Regions from separate parts of the Rattus norvegicus genome. Here region 2 is linked to region 1. A link is a contact called in public HiChIP or PLAC-seq data. All regions are on one chromosome and are shown on one strand. Each heading gives the region's core, a stretch centred on a gene start, on an enhancer-like site or on the middle of the called end of the contact. The rest is flanking DNA. Distances are from core to core; before and after follow the strand shown. Region 1 holds the start of Deaf1 (DEAF1 transcription factor). Region 2 overlaps Eps8l2 (EPS8-like 2).

Evidence for each region. HiChIP or PLAC-seq counts read pairs in DNA pulled down with a chosen protein or histone mark.
Region 2: an H3K27ac HiChIP or PLAC-seq map of oligodendrocytes shows a contact between it and region 1, with 2.7 times the contacts expected there. The contact joins the enhancer-like site here to the promoter of Deaf1 in region 1. A contact is called at or near these places in 5 of 12 Hi-C or Micro-C datasets (Schwann cells, frontal cortex, liver and 2 more) and 1 of 1 datasets of contacts at active chromatin or transcription factors (oligodendrocytes).

The regions. Positions count from the first base shown.
Region 1 is chr1:205,862,780-205,868,996 of GRCr8, forward strand. It overlaps Deaf1 (DEAF1 transcription factor), which reads right to left and starts at 2,327. Exons shown (of 12, transcript NM_031801.2): 1 at 1,937-2,327. The coding sequence starts at 2,225. It overlaps Tmem80 (transmembrane protein 80), which reads left to right and starts at 2,785. Exons shown (of 5, transcript NM_001402263.1): 1 at 2,785-2,921. The coding sequence starts at 2,903.
Region 2 is chr1:205,899,825-205,906,041 of GRCr8, forward strand. It overlaps Eps8l2 (EPS8-like 2), which reads left to right. Exons shown (of 21, transcript NM_001399667.1): 19 at 1-29; 20 at 116-248; 21 at 393-1,285. The coding sequence ends at 506. Among named protein-coding and RNA genes, the nearest start is that of Taldo1, 20 kb to the right of the region's middle. Within about 2 kb of position 3,812, at least 40 of the 93 cell types and tissues checked have an H3K27ac peak or open chromatin away from gene starts, as enhancers often do. A contact at or near this core is called in Schwann cells, where this site is marked.

The sequences.
Region 1 (6,217 bases), core at 1,077-3,576:
CCTTTTTGTGACTTCAACGGGGATCAAGCAAACATGTGGTATATCTACACATGCAGGCAAAGCAACCACACACATTAAATACATTAACTTAAAAAAAAAAAAAAAAAAAAAAGAACTCTGGGAAGAGAGCAGTATGGCTCAGAAATTTCAAGCACACTGTTCTTTCTGAGGCCCAAGCACCCATGTTAGGTTCTCACAACCATGTGTAACTCTAGCTCCATAAGGAATTGCAGACACCTGCAATCACATATATACACATAAAAATAAATATATATCTTCTTTTAAAAAGCTCTAGGGGGTTGGGGATTTAGCTCAGCGGTAGAGCACTTGCCTAGCTAGCGCAAGGCCCTGGGTTCGGTCCCCAGCTCCGAAAAAAAGAAGAAAAAAAAAAAAAAAAAAAAAAAAGCTCTAGGAAGCTTCCCTCACTCTTGTAACTGGATCTAGACTTCAGGTAAATAGGGCAGAAAACAAGCAGAACCAAGGCTTCTCCACCACTGTGCTCCAGTCCTAATGGTCTGAACAAACACCCACCTAGAGTTAAGCTTCAGCTCTGATGTGCCCTGATTAAAACCCCAACACCAAGCCTGCAGCTTCATATTGGAAATAACAAAACAAGAAGCATGGCAAAATGGTGGTCTTCCAAGGGTTCAGGTAGACAAGCATAAAATCCAGAGCTCCAACTGGCAGGGAGTTCAACACGCAGGAAGGTCAAAGGGTGGGGGGATTTAGTGGAGTTGTAGGAGGCAGTGTGGTGTGGTGTCACCTGTACAGGGTGATACAGCTTAGCTCAAGGCTCTATTTGTCATGAAACATGAGAATCGGGGTGCTCTATGTGTCAAGAAAACAGAAGGAACAAAATGGAAAGCTAAGTAATGAAGGAGGGATATCTGCATAGGAAAAGACTTAGAAGATGCAGCATGGAGACTCTCATGCCACTATGTTTAAGCAAGGCTGGTGTCTGCATCGTTAACTTTGAAAGGTTGCCTGCCTTGGATAACTCTCCTGCCCTGCTCAGGTCACACTTAGACCTGAACTGGCCTTTGAGACAGACAGGTCTACCAGCAGTAATGCTGCTGACCATACCTGGAACACCTCCAGGACAGAATTCATATCTGACCCATCTGTGCTATCAGCTCCCAGGAAGCAGCAGGAGAGGACAAGGCAGGTAGTAGAAACTGAGAAAGTTCCAAAAGGTAAAAAAGACAGGGGTTGGGGATTTAGCTCAGTGGTAGAGCGCTTGCCTAACAAGCGCAAGGCCCTGGGTTCGGTCCCCAGCTCCGAAAAAAAAAAAAAAAAAAAAAGACAAAGAGCAGAGAGGCACACTCACACAAGAGAAAGGAACAAGTCAGTATACAGTGCAGAGCCAGGCTAGTGGAGGGAGGAAAGGAGGGAGGGAGGGAGGGAGGGAGGGAGGGAGGGAGGGAGGGAGAGAGAGAGACAGAGAGAGAGACAGAGAGACAGAGAGACAGAGAGAGAGAGACAGAGAGAGAGAGACAGAGAGAGACAGAGAGACAGAGAGAGAGATTATGCAGGGCGATGTGCAATGCAGAGCAGGGACAGAGCAAGTGTGCAAGGCATTGTTCGATGCATGGGCAGGTGCAGAGAAGGTGTTCAGGCATTGTTAAGTGCTCGGGCAAGTGTGAAGTGCACAGGTGGTGCAGAGCATGGCATGTGTGTAGGTAGGGCAGGTGTCAGGTGCAGGGACAGGTATATGGTGCATGGACAGGGGCAGGGCAGGTGTGCAGGTCACTGTGAGGTGCACTGGCAGGGCAGGTGCTAAGCAGATGTGCAGGACAGGTGGAAGAGAGCCTTCCCTGTGAGACAGATGTGCATGACAGATGCATAATGCATATGGGAAGCAGCCTGTGCATGGTGCATGTGTTCAGGGCTTGTACGCGGGAACCCGGTGAGGCGCGAGGCCGGCGGGCGCACTTGCCTGCAAAGGCGGCGGCGGCGGCGGCCTCATCAGGGCTGGGCAGAGCCTCGGTACCCATATCCATGTGCCCAGATTCGGCCGCCATCACCGCCACAGCCGTGACCCGCCGCGTCTCGCGCTCCGCCTCGGAGTCTGCGTCCTCCTCCGAGTCCTCGTCTCTGCTTAACACCGGCTCCTCCGCCTCGCTTTCCGCTGCGGCCGCGGCGGCCGCCGCCACAGCGGCAGCGGCCGCCACCGCTGCCGCCTCGGCCAGGCCCAGCTGTTTTGCCGCCGAGTCCGAGTCCTCCATACGGACTCCACCGAGTCCGCCCGAAGGCGCTGTCCGGGACCGCCCGAAGCGCCAGGCACCGAGCCCGAAGCGGGGCCCGAAGAGGCCGCCCGAGTTGGGCCGAGGCCGCCCGAAGCCACCGCCCGAGCAGCGACCGAAGAGGCAGTCTGACGCCCGCCGAACCGAGCCGAAGCTGCCCGCAGAGCCGAGCTAATGTCCCGAGTGTAGAACCGAGGCTCTCCGAAGTTTCCCGAAGTGCAGAATCGAGCTAGTACGAATGGTCCCGAAGTTTCACGAAACCTTACGAGCGTTTCTTCCTCGCTGTCTAGGAAGCTGATCTGACTGTAGTCACTAACCGATGGAGCTGGCTGGCTCTGGGTAGTTTCTCGCCGGCTTCCAACGAAATTTAGGTTCGCGGACAGACACTGGAGCCACTAGATTTTTTCAACCCCCTCTGGCGGCGGCGGAAGCCGAACCCATACGAGGCCTAGCCGAACTCCGCCGAATGCCTCCGAGCAGAGTTCTCCGGAGCCTCAGTGCCCGCCTCCTTCTATCCGAAAGCTCCCGAGTGTTGCCGGACGGGAGAATCGGGCCTCGGCCGCGGTCGGACGCTCGCTGCAGCGCGCGGCGGGAGGAGTGAAGATGGCGGGAGGGTGCGGCCAAGAGGCTGCTGGGATTGTGGCGGACCCAGCGGCAAAATGGCGGCCGTGCGGCCAGGTGAGGCGGGCGGGGCTGTGCGATCGCCGGGACAATGTGGTCATGCTGTCACGATGAAAGGCTATTTGGGCTGGCTCCGCAAACTTCTCTGATTGTTACCTCGCTATTCCGGAACCTGGTGGCTTAAGCCCGCTAGTCCGGATTTCTGCGCCGCAGTTGGAGAGGGGGAGGAGGGGCCATGTCTTCCGGTTGGGCGTGGGAGCATTTCGGATGTCCAGACGGCTGTCCTGAAGCTTGTCTCTGTATTCCAGTGACATATCTGAGGCACACACTGGGAGACCCCCCGTATACAACCATATCACAACTCCTGCGACCCGGGGTCCACCTGTGGATTACCCAGAGTACACTATAGTGACATACGAAGTACACAATTGTATTTCACTAAAGCTGACATTCATGGCATACCTATGGCTCATCCAGAGCACACCCATGTCATACCCGCTGCTCACCCTGAGTACGCCCTTGGCACACCTATTTCTTGCACTAAACCCTTGGCACACCGGACTAACACATTGAAAATACCCAAGACAACCATAGTATATATTCAGCTCACCCCTGTCATACCCACAATACACTCATGTTGCTCACTCGAGATGTAAGAATAAGTAAGAATTAAGTTTGTAGGAAAAAACTAAAAGATGATGGTTTAGTTGACCTCAAACAGCTAAAGCAGGCTTGTGCCATAGGATGATCAGGGCACAGGATCCAGTCACTCAATGACACCACTTCGAGACAATAAACTACATGCTTTAGACTCATAGGTTTTTGTAGCTAAGGGTAGGGAAAGGGTGCTTGTTAAGTGCATTCTAGATAAGTTAGCTGTTTTCCTTAGACAAACTGGTTTTGGAATTTCAGGGTCTTTTGTCTCTTTGTACCCGTGGAGTATCTGGGGTAAGGGTCATCTGCTCTTCTGGATTCTGGTGTCTGAAGTCAAGGTCAGCTGCTTTTCTTCAGCTCTGAAATACTTGGCTTTCTGGAACTTTGAGCTAAAATTCAGTCCCTTGGCTTTGATGGGATTTTTTTTTTTTTTAACCAGGTATAGCTGTGACACACCCTAGGGAACACCTTGTCATACCTGCAGCTTACCACACATTCATTCATGGTATGCCTCTGGCATGCACTGAGATATGCTCAAGATATTCATAGCATACATTCAGCTCATTCCAAGTACACCTATAGTTCTCAGCACCTCCATAGCATACCTGAGGTATACCTTGGGTAAAGCCATGGCAAACCTGGTACACACCAGACACAGCCATGGCATAATGATGTCATCTTACCCTGGATGAGTACACACCCGTGTGTATACGCGCGCTCGTGTACACACACACACACACACACACACACACACACACACACACACACACCCCTCTGGCTTACTTGAGTCTCAGACAGCCAGACAGTGCTATAGCTAATATTTCACTATGGCTGAGTCCCAGGCCAAATGAGGAGGTCTGGGCCTAGATGATATGGGCAGGCAGGGCCAAGTACCAGCAATATGAGTCAGAAGCTGGTCGTAGCCAGCTCAGACCAGTGCATCCATTTCCCCAAATGTTCCTTAATGGAACACATGTCAGAAATGTGATTGTACTACACATGCAGCCTTGCCTGTCACCTCCCACTGTATGCTTTGTTTAATAGCTACCACAGAGGGGTTGAGGATTTAGCTCAGTGGTAGAGCGCTTGCCTAGCAAGCGCAAGGCCCTGGGTTCGGTCCTCAGCTCCAGTAAAAAAAAAAAAAAAAAATAGCTACCACAGACTTGGGAGTGCTATTGTTGTGTGCATGTTTACAGTAAAAAGGAAATCCTGGGCGAGAAAATGGTCTTGAAATTAAGTTGTATAAAACACCCAGTTTCCAGTCTGGGCTTTTGACTGTCTCCACTAATCCAGCAATTAAGAGGCCGAGTCAGGAAGATGGCTATTAGTTCCAGGCCAAACAAGTCAGAACTAAGTAGTGAGGCCTTATCTCAAACTTGAAACAAACAAACAAAAAACAGTATGATCCTAGCATTTGGGAAATTTGAGGCAGAATTATAAATTCAAGATCAGCCTAGGCTAAATAGGAGACCCTTGTCCCAAAGAAAGAAGAAAGAAAAAAAGAAAAAGAAAGAAAGTTTAAAGCCAGCCTGGTCTACATAGTGAGTTCCAGGAAAGCCAGAGTTACATAGTAAGATCCTTTGTCAGAAAACAAACTCTCTAACTATCTAACTAACTAATTAACTAACTAACATTATGTCATGTGAGGTTTTTATACTGTAGTTGTAAAATGTTTCATTGTGTGTATATGCAGGGAAACACTTTAAGTGTAAGGTGCCCACAGAAGCCAGAAGAAGGCATTAGATTTTCTGGAGCTAGAATTATAGACATTTGTGGCTGCCTGATGTAGGTGCTGGGAACCAAAGACAGTATTTGCTTTTACTGGCAGAACTCTATCTCTAGCCCCCTGTACAGTATTTTTCCCCCAAGTCTCACAGTTTTGATCTTTAACAATAAACAACCAGCAGATAAAATTTAAATACTTCTGCCGCTTTTTCGGGGATATGTGTCACTGTTGGGGATTGAACCTAGGACCTTTGCATGCTAGACAAGTGTTTTATCTTTTATATATATCCCAGCCCTAATCCTAGCTATTATTATTAAAGGATCCAAAAGGAGTCTTGAGAGATGGCTCAGCTGTTAAGAGCACTGGCTGCTCCTCTAGAGGACTTAAGTTTAACTCTCAGTGCCCATTGGCAACTCATAACCTTAAGTAACTCCAATCCCAGGTATCTAACACCCTCTTCTGGCCTCTGCTGGCACTTCATGCATAAGGTGTTCAGACATACATGCAGTCAAAACATCTATGCAGATAAAAGTAAGGGGGGTATTAAAAAAGGATTCAAGGGGTTGGGGATTTAGCTCAGTGGTAGAGCACTTGCCTAGGTTCGGTCCCCAGCTCCAAAAAAAAGAACCAAAAAAAAAAAAAAAAAAAAAAGGATTCAAAAGGCAGAAAACCCCAATGAAGTTTGTAAAGCCAACCCAAATATTGATGGGTGTCGAGGTAGCCTAGTTTAGCTGGGGCGTGGAAAAGAACAGATCAGGTTTACTAGAGCACCCTGTGGAAACATAATGCCACTCCAGCCACACTCACCTGGCTTCCTGCTCTCACATGTGTGCCTGCTGGGAGGCTGTCCAAAGGCTGTTACTAATGTCCTGTGTTTACCAGTTTATGACTTGCCCATGCAAGAGTCCACAACTCCAGAGTAAGCAGCTTCAAGCTGGCCTTCAAAGTTTAGTGACCCATATAAGTGACCCAT
Region 2 (6,217 bases), core at 2,562-5,061, 39 kb after region 1:
TGGCTGGAAGCCAAGGCGTTCAGTGGCAGGTGAGCCCAGTGTGCACAGCCGGTGGGTGGGGCCTGGAGGACAGTACCATGCCCACAAACCCACCCTCATACCCACCTCCCCCTAGGATCGTGGAGAACCTGGGCATCTTGACTGGACCCCAGCTCTTCTCCCTCAACAAGGAGGAACTGAAAAAAGTGTGTGGGGAAGAGGGCAGTCGCGTGTACAGCCAGCTCACCGTTCAGAAGTCCTTCCTGGAGGTGAGCAGCTCCTGCCTGTTCTGAGTTCCTTCCTAGGCATGGCACCTGCGCCTGGGGTCACTGGAAAAACAGAAAACAGCAGGGCCCAGACCTATACACTCTATTCCCCAACCTCCCGGCTGAGGTCCAATCTCTTTTTCCTAGAAACAACAAAGTGGGTCGGAGCTGGAGAAGCTTATGAACAAGATCAGGAGGGCCGAGGACAGCTATTCCAACGTACACACTTCCCCAGAGGCAGAGGGGGCGCCGCACCTGTAGTGGGCCCAACCTGAATGCACGGAGTATTATTTTTATATGTGTATTATTTTATACCAAGGACACAGATGGGCTGGGTGTAACTGGCTTACCTGCCTCCAGGCAGAGTCCTGTGCATAAGCCTAGCTACACCTGGGGATGGCTCCTTGGCCACCCCTGCCCCAGCCCCAACCCATACTCTCCTCCCAAAACCAAGGCCAGCCTCAGCCAAACCTGTACCTGGCAGTGCCAGTCCCTTCTCAACCTGCTGCCAAGGCCCCAGGACTCTCCAGGTGGACAAGGCCTCTTCCCCTGGTCTTCTCCATGCACATGGAGGTTCCTGTCCCCTAGGATGCTAGGCCCCAGTTCCATTGCTCTCCCCTGTGTTGCTTGCTTCTATGTTCACATTCCCCTGCTGTGCCCTAACTGCAGGATGGGCCTGAGCTCTCGGCTGGCCAGCCTGATGTCCTTGCCTACAGATTTGCCCACTCCCTTCATGCTGCTAGCACCCTAGGAACGACCTAGTCAGGGGCTCCAGGACAGGAGGCCTTGGGTGACCTGCTGGTATAGAGTATGCTGTATTCTTTCTCCTTTGAGATCTAAGAATGCACCAGACATAGGTTCTGACTTCAAATGTCCCATCCCGCCCAAAGAGCCTGTGATAACAGATATCTCTGGCTATTTCCACCAGCCGTGGCTGGTGACTGGTGAGTTTCCCAGCCCTGGGTGGAGCTTCAGTCCCAGAGATGAGAGTGGGGATCCTCAGCTATGTCAATAAACCAGCTGTCTCCTAGCAACTTACATATCTGTTTCTTGGAGTAGAAGTGTTCTGACTCCAATCCCCAAACTGCCTCTTCCTCCTCCTCCTCTTCTCCTGGGATAGAGCATTGGCCTTGAACTCCGAATCATCCTGCCTAAGCCTCCTGTGCTGGCATCCCACATGTATGTCACCATGTATGTCAGCCTGGTCATGTCCTTCGAAGAGCTGTCCAGTAGAGAATAACCCATCCACAGGTAGTGCTTGGGCCATGCCAGGGGACACCTCTCGCCTCCACACCCATCCAAGATGGCCCTATGGACATTTCTGGGAGGGACTGCAGAGAGTGTCTACCCAGCCCAAAGCCTTCCAACCAGCAGGCTTTCAAGGAGCCCATTCTTAGTAGAAGCAGAGTTCAGCAGGCCCAGGAGCATGAATCAGAGGGAGGTAGGGGCACAATTTAAAAGGCTGTTCCACGATGAGGGAGGGAGGGAGGTGACAGAAAGAGAGCTGGGGCCTGAAAGACCTCACCAACAAGTTCCAGAGATACTTGGGGTATCTGATCTTCAAGTGTACTTGCCTGACTGGCCAGAGATTCTCCTTTGGCACAAGCCTTTGGTGCCATCTGCTGGTCGCTCTTTGTGCATCTTTGGGTGACTGTTAGATACCTTGTATCTAGCGTGGGGACTGTCCGGTGACTGTTAGATACTTTGTATCTAGCATGGGGACTGTCCTGCATCCCACATTGCTAGTGGATCAAATGCTGGCCAGGATCATCTGGATCCTCCGTGTACTGTGCAGAGACTGAGGGCAGAGGCTATGCTCTTCAGTTAATCTACCACCCTGCCAGATTAGTCCTCAGGTCTCAGGGGCTCCAGCCTCTCAGCTCAGATAAGCCCCCAGGGGACCCAGTCTTTCCAGCAGTCTTATCTCCAAGATGGTTGGCGCCACCCTTAAGGGGGTCTCAAGAACCTGTATCTGCTTCTTCATCTAACCCTACTAGCCCTACCCCATCCTCTTACACATGCTGTTGCTTCCACATAGCTGAGGAGGCTCCAGACCTCTAAGCCCAAGCAGCTTCCCCTGCCCCAGGAGCTCCCAACTCTTCACTCTCATGTGCTCTCTCAGGCCCCACCTAACATCTGGCTCAGGCCTCTGGGTTCTTGGAAGTTGTCCCTACTTCTCTTAAGGGCCTTTCCCCACCTCTAGGTCCTTTTTTAAAAAGTAGGGAGCTGGGTGTGGTGGCGTACACATTTAATCTCAGAAATCAAGAAACAGAGGCAGGAGGAGGATCTATGTGAATTGGAAGTCAGGTTGGTCTACACACCAAGTTCCAGCCCAGCCAAGGTTACATAGTTGTTTTTTTTTTTAAGTCAAACTCTTTACTTTTAAATAATTTTTAATTATCTTGGTTTTTTATGCATGTGAATGTTTGCCTGCACATGTTTACATGAACACCACATACACCACACGTGTGCTCGGTGCACACAAAGGCTGATATCAGACTCTCTGGAACTGGAGTGATAGATAGTTGTGGGTGCTGGAACCCCAATCCTGGTCCTCTACAGCAGTAACTGATCCTAAAGGTCTAGACGGCTCTCCTTTTAAATTCTGTGGAGCCCAACCTCACAGAGCACGTGCTGACCTCATGCTTCTGATGTGGCTGAGGATGGCCTTGGACTCCTAATGCCTCCGCCTCTCGAGTGCTGGGATGATAGGCATGCACCCGGTTTTATGTCCTGCTGAGGATAGAGGGAAACATTCTGCCAACAGAGCTAGAACCTCCAGAACCTTTCCAGAAGAATCGCTGAGGACCACCGATTGGTCGCAGGCACCTGGTGAGGAGGCAGAAGCATTGCAGCCTCAGGGCAAGTAAGCCTGGGACCTTCCCTATTCACTCTTTTCTGTTGAGTATCACTATCCATGGCCTGCAAATGACAGAGAGCAAACAAGAACCACACACCGCCAAGCACTGTCCTCAACACTGGGTGATCTCAGCCAGGCTTGAAGGTGCAGGTCCAGACCAAGAATGAAACACAAAAGGCCAGGTCACCCGAGCTGGGGTTCAAATGCAACTTTCTTAACTGTAACACACCTCACAATTCCTACCCAGCAGGTCAGTATGAGAGAGGGGAAAGTCAGCACTGTCTATGAGAACCCAGCTGAAGAGGCTCTGCCCATAGATTGGGCAGGTTTGCCCTAGACAAGAAGGGAGAATGAGGGGTTGGGGATTTAGCTCAGTGGTAGAGCGCTTGCCTAGCATGCGCAAGGCCCTGAGTTCGGTCCCCAGCTCCGGAAAAAAAAAAAAAAAAGAAGGGAGAATGAAGTTAAAATCCCCAACCCCGGGGTTGGGGATTTAGCTCAGTGGTAGAGCGCTTGCCTAGCAAGCACAAGGCCCTGGGTTCGGTCCCCAGCTCTGAAAAAAAAAAAAAAAATTTAAAGTAAAATCCCCAACCCCAGAGTTGGTTTCCAAGCTACTTAGCCAATAAGCTCTTCGTGTATGGGACTGCTGTGGCTATGCTCTGTGCCTAGCGCCACCACCAGCAAATATTTCCATGAACAAGACCCATCTCTGTTTGGGAACAAGCATTTCTTTGTGGCCTGCCAACCTCCTAACCACCCACGGCAGGCCATAGATGCCTGCGGCTACTCAAGCCATTCAAAACACGGGCCTTCCCACACCACCCAGAAAGGGCTTTCCCTTCTTTCTTAGAAAACGATACAAAATAGTTGGCTCCTCAAGATATTTGGAGGAATGGCAGAGAAGGTGAGATGTCCCTTCTACCTGGACGGCCCAGCACAAGATGCCCATGTTACCTGGGGACAGTGATGCTTAGCCAAAGTGGCACTACAAGTCCCATGAAGGGACCCTTGGCAGGGGGGAATGCTGGGAAAATGCTTTGTGTGTGGAGAAGCAGAAAGGATCTCTCCTGGTCCTAAAAGTGAGAGTTCCCCTAGGAGAACTGGATGCAACTTGACAGGCAAAACTGTCAAGTGCCTGAGAGAAAGCACAGAGAACTTGTGCTCACACAAGAAGACATGAATTAGAGTTCAAAGAGACAGTGTGTACGTACAACGACAGGGCACAGAGCGGAGAGGAGTGATGGCAGAGCTGTACCACTCTGAACATACAAAGCACAGAGTCCCTTGCCAGGCATGGTGACTCATATCTGTAATGTTAGCTTTTGGAAGACTGAAGCAGGAGGATTGCCATGAGCTTGAGGCCAGCATGGGCTTATAGTGCTATCCTGCCCCCCAAAGAACCAAAACCAGCCTTCTTTTGTGGATCAGTGCTCCCCAAAGTGCTGTCGAGAGACACCTTTACACACTGAGTGGTCTTAGATGCACACCTCAGTGTGGGTGGTATTTGGGAAGCACAGCTGCTTAAAGACTTCCATCAAGATTTGAGGTAAAGGCAAGTAGCAGGGGATGGGGAGAAGCTTGGGGTCTAGTTCAAGAGGGCCCTTAGATACTTGGTTAGGACTATGCATATAGGAGGCTAATTCCTTCATGTGCAATGGGCTAATAACTAAGGTGAGTTCCAAAGCTCAGAAAGCCCTGCTAGCTATCCACCTACAGGTCCTGAGCAAGAACTTTCTGAAGGGCTGGAGAGATGGCTCGGTGGTTAAGAGAGCTGGCTGCTCCCCTAGAGAAGCTGGGTTCAGTTTCCAGCACCCACGTGGCAGTTCGAAACTGCCTCAAAATGAAATAATGCAATATAATAAACAAAAAAACTTTCTGTAACTTCCCAAACAAGGTCTTTGAAACCTCATCTTCCTGGTATGGGTCCCTGCATGGAGTGCAACAGAGATGCATATGTGTGCACACACTTGAGTGCAAGAGTTCAGCGGCACTCCTCTGTGGTGGCTTCTTCTTTAGTTCCTTGCCTTAGTGTGGTGGTTTGAACAAAAATGGCCCCCATAGGTCCGTAGGGAGGGGCTCTCACAGGAGGTGTGGCTTTTTTGGAGGAAGTGCATCACTAGGAGGTGGGCTTTGAGGTCTCAGCTGCTCAAGCTTGGACAGTGTGTCACTGTTACTTCCCGCGGCCTGTGGGATTCAGATGTAGAGCACTCAGCTATTTCCAGCACCGTGTGCCTGCATGCCACCATGACCATAATGGACTAAACCTCTGAAACTGTAAACCAGCCCCAATTAGATGTTTTCCACTCTTAAGAGTTGCTGTGGTTGTGGTATCTCTTCACAGCCATAAAACTAAGACACTTAGCTACCCTGATCAGGGATCGTAACCAGGACTCCAAATGAGACCTTTCTTCCCAGAGTTGGCTTGGGTCATGATGTTTTATCAGAGCAATTAGAAACCTAAGACACCAATCCAGCACTCTACCACTGAGCTAGATCCCCAGACCCGTCCACCATATTTTCTGAGGTAGTTCTCTCATTATAACTGGAGCTTACTTCTTTAGCTATTGGCTGGGGAGCGAGACCTTGGGATCCACCTCTGTGAGCCCCGAGTTCTGCAGTTACAGGTTGCCACAGCTACAGATGCCTCACCCAGCCGATGCTGTGGATCTGAACTCAGGTCCTCAAGGTTTTGATGAGCTCTGAAATCCAAACCCAAGGCATCTTGCACGCTACGTAAGCCTTGCCAACTGAATTACATCCTCAGCCCAACCCTGGCTTTCCTTCTTTCTTTTTTGTCAGGCTTTCTCATTCCTCTTCTCAGGATGGGGGCCCCTGTGCATTTTACAGGTAGATAACCTCTTGGGCTCTCAAGGCTGGATCCCTTCCCACCACCAGGGCAATCTTTTCATCTGCTGATGTTGTTCATGCCTTACATGACCTCTGAGTTGACCTGTGTGGTAAGATCCCAGCAAATCGTCTAGCAGCCGGGGCTCAAGTTCAAGGTGGTGCCCCAGAAGAGACAGTACATGCAGGCTGAGCAGGGCGTACTGCAGCAATGGTGATCAGAGGCCCTTAGTTCTCTCTCCTTCCCTCCCACCTTCCTCTTTAACATCGC